Linked DNA regions of Columba livia: region 2 is linked to region 1. Evidence: chromatin contacts called from public Hi-C data. All regions are on one chromosome and are shown on one strand. The core of a region is the stretch at or near the end of the contact, and the rest is flanking DNA. Distances in the headings are between cores, read along the strand shown. Region 1 overlaps PDZRN3 (PDZ domain containing ring finger 3). Region 2 has its middle 37 kb from the start of PPP4R2.

Evidence for each region. A called contact is a pair of places that touch in the nucleus more often than the background predicts.
Region 2: a Hi-C map of crop shows a contact between it and region 1, with 6 times the contacts expected there. The contact joins two enhancer-like sites. A contact is called at or near these places in 2 of 2 Hi-C or Micro-C datasets (crop and liver).

Annotation. Positions count from the first base shown.
Region 1 is chr10:12,214,268-12,217,061 of bColLiv1.pat.W.v2, forward strand. All of the region lies in intron 3 of PDZRN3 (PDZ domain containing ring finger 3), which reads left to right. Among named protein-coding and RNA genes, the nearest start is that of PDZRN3, 66 kb to the left of the region's middle. Within about 2 kb of position 1,449, at least 2 of the 3 cell types and tissues checked have an H3K27ac peak away from gene starts, as active enhancers do.
Region 2 is chr10:12,354,176-12,356,969 of bColLiv1.pat.W.v2, forward strand. No RefSeq gene overlaps it. Among named protein-coding and RNA genes, the nearest start is that of PPP4R2, 37 kb to the right of the region's middle. Within about 2 kb of position 1,341, at least 3 of the 3 cell types and tissues checked have an H3K27ac peak away from gene starts, as active enhancers do.

The sequences.
Region 1 (2,794 bases), core at 199-2,698:
ATAGTGGATATTGGGAACAGAATTATGTAAAACATATTCCTGCTTTTATCAAGAACTTTATATTCAGTATTTGTCCTAAAGAAGTCTCAGGGGGTGTGACCTGCATTTACGTACTGTTAGTGAAACAAGAAAAAGTCTTTCTAAATGTATTTTAGCTGAAAGTTTAGGAAAAAGGAGCCGAGCTTGCACAGGCCATCTCAAGAGATTCTTTTCAAAAAAATACGTGCATTAAAAGGTGTTTGATACGGCTGCCTATTTTCACTCACAACACAACAATCTACCTTTGAATTACAGACTTAAAGGTGATTATTACACTTCATTTTCCAAAGTAACCATAAAATACTGTCAGGCATTTTCATGCTTTTCCAGCCCAGCCACTCCAGAGCTGTGGTTTTAGTCCAGTCCCTGCTGTCCCACCCGCTGCTGCTGCATGAATTCTCCTTTGTGCTAACTCATCCTTAGATCCAGCTCGTATAATGTAGGAAAATGCCCAGAGTGGCATTTTACACAAAGAACTGCAACTAGAAATGAACTGGCCCTGAAGTGTGTACGCTACAGAGCACGGCTGGACCCTCAGCACCTCTCTCTGTCTTACCCCTTTGTTGAACACGGCTCAGACTGAAACAAGAGAAAGAACAAGGTGTGTTCTACCATGTAGGCTGGGCTGATGACATTAACAACAACAAAAAAAGAAGTTCTACGGCCAGCAAAGCAAATCAAACCATTATTTTATAAATTAAAGCCCTTTTTCTCAACAGATTTTCCTAAATCTTTTGTTTCCCTCTCTCACATGAGCCTCAGCCTTCCCTTGTGTCCCTGTGACCCATCCACCGAGCAACACTCGCTGCGCCGTGGCCTGCCTGCCATAGCCCATGTGCTCCTGGGCCACCTGGCTCCTGCCCTCCCCGGCCCCCACCAGCTCCCACGGCAGCTGGGGTGTCATCTCGGCTTCCCACCATCTGTCAAGGTTGGCAGAAATTAGCCAAGAAGTTCAAAAGTTCCTGGGAGGAGACTGGAGAAAGCACATTTGGACAAGCTGTGTTTCCTTGCAAAGTCAGGCTAAAAGTGACCTGGAAACATTTGCTGGACACTGAGGAGGCTCCTCCTCATCTTCATCTTCCTCCTGCTCCTTGCGGGAAGTGAACCGTTTTTAGGAGGAGTATTTTATGTACTAACACTTACAAGGCAAAATGTCACACCTAATGCACGTGTATGCTCCAGAATGTGGCACGTCCCTTGGCTTTTGCACCAAGCGCAGAGGCAGGGCTGCCGTGCCCATGCAGGGGCAGCAAGGGGCTGCCAGGCAAGTCCCAGAAACAGCTGTGGTTGTGAGCCCTCGCGAACTCACCACTTACACAGAGTTGGCCAGAATCAAAAGAAACCAGCCCAGAAGGTGGGGAGACAGCGGCGCATCAGTCCAGGTCTTATCAAGTCAACACAAAGTTGACCATTGGGCTTGGGTCAGCAATGAAGGTACCACGCAGCGGGGCTGCGCTGAGACTACTCGGTTGTTTCTCCAACTGAGACGTAATTACATCAAGTCTCGAGCGAGTGTTCGGAGCTCGAATATAGAGCCACATCCAGGCAGTTCTGGTGAATAAAACCCCTCATTATTTCAGAGATTTACTAATTGTTTTTTTGATTCGGAACACTGGAAATGAGAACACCTATTTTTCTATTTTCGCTGACTCCAGCGCTTTTTGGTGTAGGCACCCTGGGGAAGCAGTGATTTAGTCATCCAACCACGTAACAACGTGGGGCTTAATGAGTAACACATTTGTACTTTCCATTCTCGGTCTGAGAAAGGGCCTATAAATAAAGCATATTTGCCCTCAGATCAAGAGAACCTTTTTCTTAAATAATGTCATTAAATTTTAAATTAGATGTACAGGCAATTACTGGTGAAAATGTTAAATACTGGATAACCTACAAATATGACCTAATTTAATATAATTTTATAAATGCTTGAATTCAATTAAATAAAAACTTTTGTATAACATTTAAACTGTTTGCTTATTCCTCCCCAGAGCTCACAGTAGGTTACTGTGAGCCAAACAGCATTACAGCATTTGTTTAAAATGCCAAAAGGCTTAGGATAGATCCCATACACTTCTGGCTGAATCCCTAGTCACTGGACAGCAATTTCTGGGCAGAAGCTGCTGTATTAAATAATTGCTAGCTAATAAATGTATTTTAGACACATTATAAACCTGGATGTTAAACCTGTTAGAGTAAATGAAATGTTTATTGCAGAAAAATGCACAATTTGCTGTTTTGACCTAGGTGCATTGTCATGGAAACCGAAATCTTTCTTGTGCAATAAAAAATCTGCTTGTCATCTGATTTGAGGCAGTTATTTGCACAGGTGGTTTTCTTAGCAGACAAGTACTTAGTAAAAACAAATCTATTCTTTCTCAATAGTTCCATTATGTGTTCCCACAACAATGTGTTTCATTTCACTAGCTTTGTAATTAATGATCCATTATCAACTAATTAAATCACACTGATATTTTATATTAGTTCATCTGTTACACAACACTTGCTCCCCAATCCTCCTTCCTGGGTGTGTTAACCTTGTAAGAGTTTTAATTAATGGTGAGAATTAAGTGTTGTAGGTTGCACGGTACTTCAGACAGGCTAAAGTAGTAACAAATGTGGACACATAAATATATCCAACAATTTAATACCAATTTCCTTAAATGAAATAAAGCAGCAGTAGGAGTAACTGAAATCAGATTTCCAATCTGTACATAAAACTGTTGTAAAATATTAAGTTCATATGGTTGCAGACAAT
Region 2 (2,794 bases), core at 91-2,590, 140 kb after region 1:
GAAGAAGGAAAGAGAAGACCAATTAATCTCTTGATTGTCATAATTTCTAGCAGGAGGCATCCTCAGCTTCCCAGATACTGCATCTGGGCCTCAGATTTAAGGTTCTGGATTTTATATATTTTGATTCCAAGGGCAAGGCAGATGCACAATTCCACACCATCCTACCACCAAGTGGACTGAACCAGCTCAGGGAAACTCTAGCCCAATAGAACAGAAACCTTCCAGAAACACTGAATTAGAAGGTGGGGAAAAAAAAAATATTAGAGGTAGAAATAATCTGAAGAAGTCATTTAGTCCACACTAAACCCTAGGGCTGGGTTCCATCATGGAGAAGAAGTGGGGAGAGGGGCTCTGAGAAAACTGGGTGAGCTATTCCATTGCATCACTTACCGTTACAACTACCTCAACACCTGGTCTCTTTCCCTATGGTTACCTAAATCTGTAACTCCCAAGAACTACGGGCAAAGAGAACAGATCATACTCCCCCTCAACGCAGCACATAGTGCTGAAAAGCTTTGTTACTCACACTGATTTTGTGATACCTCTTCCATTGTCTGGCTGCAACAGCTTTTGCAATCTGGCGGAGCGCAGAGAAGATCACGGGGTGGTTGGGAGGGTGGGAAGGGGTGGCAGGTGTGCTGCACTGCCTTCCTTGTCCTAATCTGCTGAGGAGCTGAGCCAGCAGAGGCTCGCCAGGGACCCCTGGCAGGATGGGCACTGCTCACAAAAACTTGTCACCTTTAGCCTGTTGTCACCTGCAGATACAGTGACAGTTACGGTACTTTCCAACTTCGAGCCAGGAGTAAACAAAAGTTTTTGCAACACTCATCATGATTCGGCCTCTTCCCCCACGGCCTCTTCAGTCACTGTATTGTAGCATTTATTGTAAAGCTCCATCTCCTGGAGCCAGGACATTAATACAGAAATGGACCAACTTTCACTTGAAATAAGGTTGCAAGTTAAAGAGGAAAGTTTGCAAAGGTGTAAATCTTAAAGGGGCAGGATTTAAAATTATGAAAGTCTTCCTGCTTTGCTAGTTTTAAAAAACTCTTTAATTTGGAAGCTCATCACCTCATCTGGGGGAAGCCAGTTGAATTTCTCAGCACTTGAGAGCAGGATCTTTCTGCAGCAGCTCTATTTAACACCTCATCAGAGCCCAGCACACTGAAGATTTAAGGCTTTTGCCAGTGTACACGCACGAGGGTAACTACGGCTGCCTCGGCCATTTAACTCGTCCGCCCTTTTCACGCCTTTCACCTTCCCACTCCGGGCAGCTCACAGCGCACCTCGGGCGCTGACCGGAGCAAGCCGGCTGCCTGGGCCCGGAGGCCGCTCCCCTGTGCGGAGAGGAGCCGATGTTCACGGGTGGGACACGACACGGGACACCCCGCTCCTGCCGCTCCCTCAGGCGGGGGAGCCCCTGCGCGCGGGCGCCGCCTTCCCGCTCCCGCAAAATGGCGGCGGCGCGCGCGTTCCCGAGGCGGCAGCGCCCCCTGCCGGGAGCTCGGCTGCGGCTGAACAGGAGCCAGCAATGTGCTCAGGTGGCCAAGAAAGCCAACAGCATCCTGGCTTGTGTCAGCACCGGTGTGGCCAGCAGGACCAGGGCAGTGACCGTCGCCACGTACTGGGCACTGGTGAGGCTGCACCTCAAATCCTGGGTTCAGTTTTGGGTCCCTCACGACAAGAAAGACACTGAGGTGCTGGAGAGCGTTCAGAGAAGGGAACGGAGCTGGTGAGGGGCCTGGAGCACAAGTGTGATGGGAGCGGCTGAGGGAACTGGGGCTGTTCAGCCTGGAGAAAAGGAGGCTGAGGGGAGACCTTACCACTGTCTACAACTACCTGAAAGGAGGTTGTAGCATGGAGGGTGTTGGTCTCTTCTCCCAAGTAACAAGTGATGTGACAAGAAGAAATGGCCTCAAGTTGCTCCAGGGGAGGTTTAAATTGGATATTGGGGAAAAATTCTTCCCAGAAAGAGTTGTCAGGCATTGGAACAGGCTGCCCAGGGAAATGGTGGAGTCACCATCCCTGGAGGGCTTGAACAAACACATAGATGAGGTTCTCAGGGACATGGGTTAGAGGTGGACTTGGCAGTGCCAGTTTAAAAGTTGGACTTGTTCTTAAATCAAAATGTTTGCGCTGTTCCAGGGCACAGAGAGACTGAGACAGGTTTGGGCTCCTGCTGCTGCTGCACTTGCTGGGACAGTGACTGGGGGCTCCAGGGCACAAAGGGCCCAGGGCAGCTGCTCCCCCAGCCCCCTCCCTCGATTCTCAAACCCTGAGTCCCCGTCAGAAAGTCAGAAATCATCTATGAGAGGCAGCACACTCCCCAACCTGTCTCCTGTCTGTAACCATATTGCTCAGAAGAAAGAGCACTGCTTCCAAGTGCGGCGGGTTTGCCAGGCCTTTCCTGGCACTGCTCAGAGGAGTTTTACTGTCACTGACAGCTGTCACAGACCTCTCCTCTACTTGGCAAACCAAACTTTGGTTGCTGCTGTGCAACAGAGAGCCTCTGACCCCCAGGGAGGCCGTGCTGCGGTCCTGCTGAGCAGCCAAGCCACATGTGTCACCAGGGGAATGCAGTTTCCATTTACTGGTGTAGCCTGAGGCCGGTAGCTCCTGGGTCTCAAATTCGTCCTTGCTCTGCCCCCATGTTCCAGAGGGCAGCTCCGCATTGTCCGCTCTCAGGTTTCTTATTATGGAAACGGGATTGCGCATGAGGTTTCTCACCCTGCTGGCCTGTCCGAGGAATGCACGTCCTTCCGCTGGCGAGTTGACGCGTGTGCTTGGTGACCCG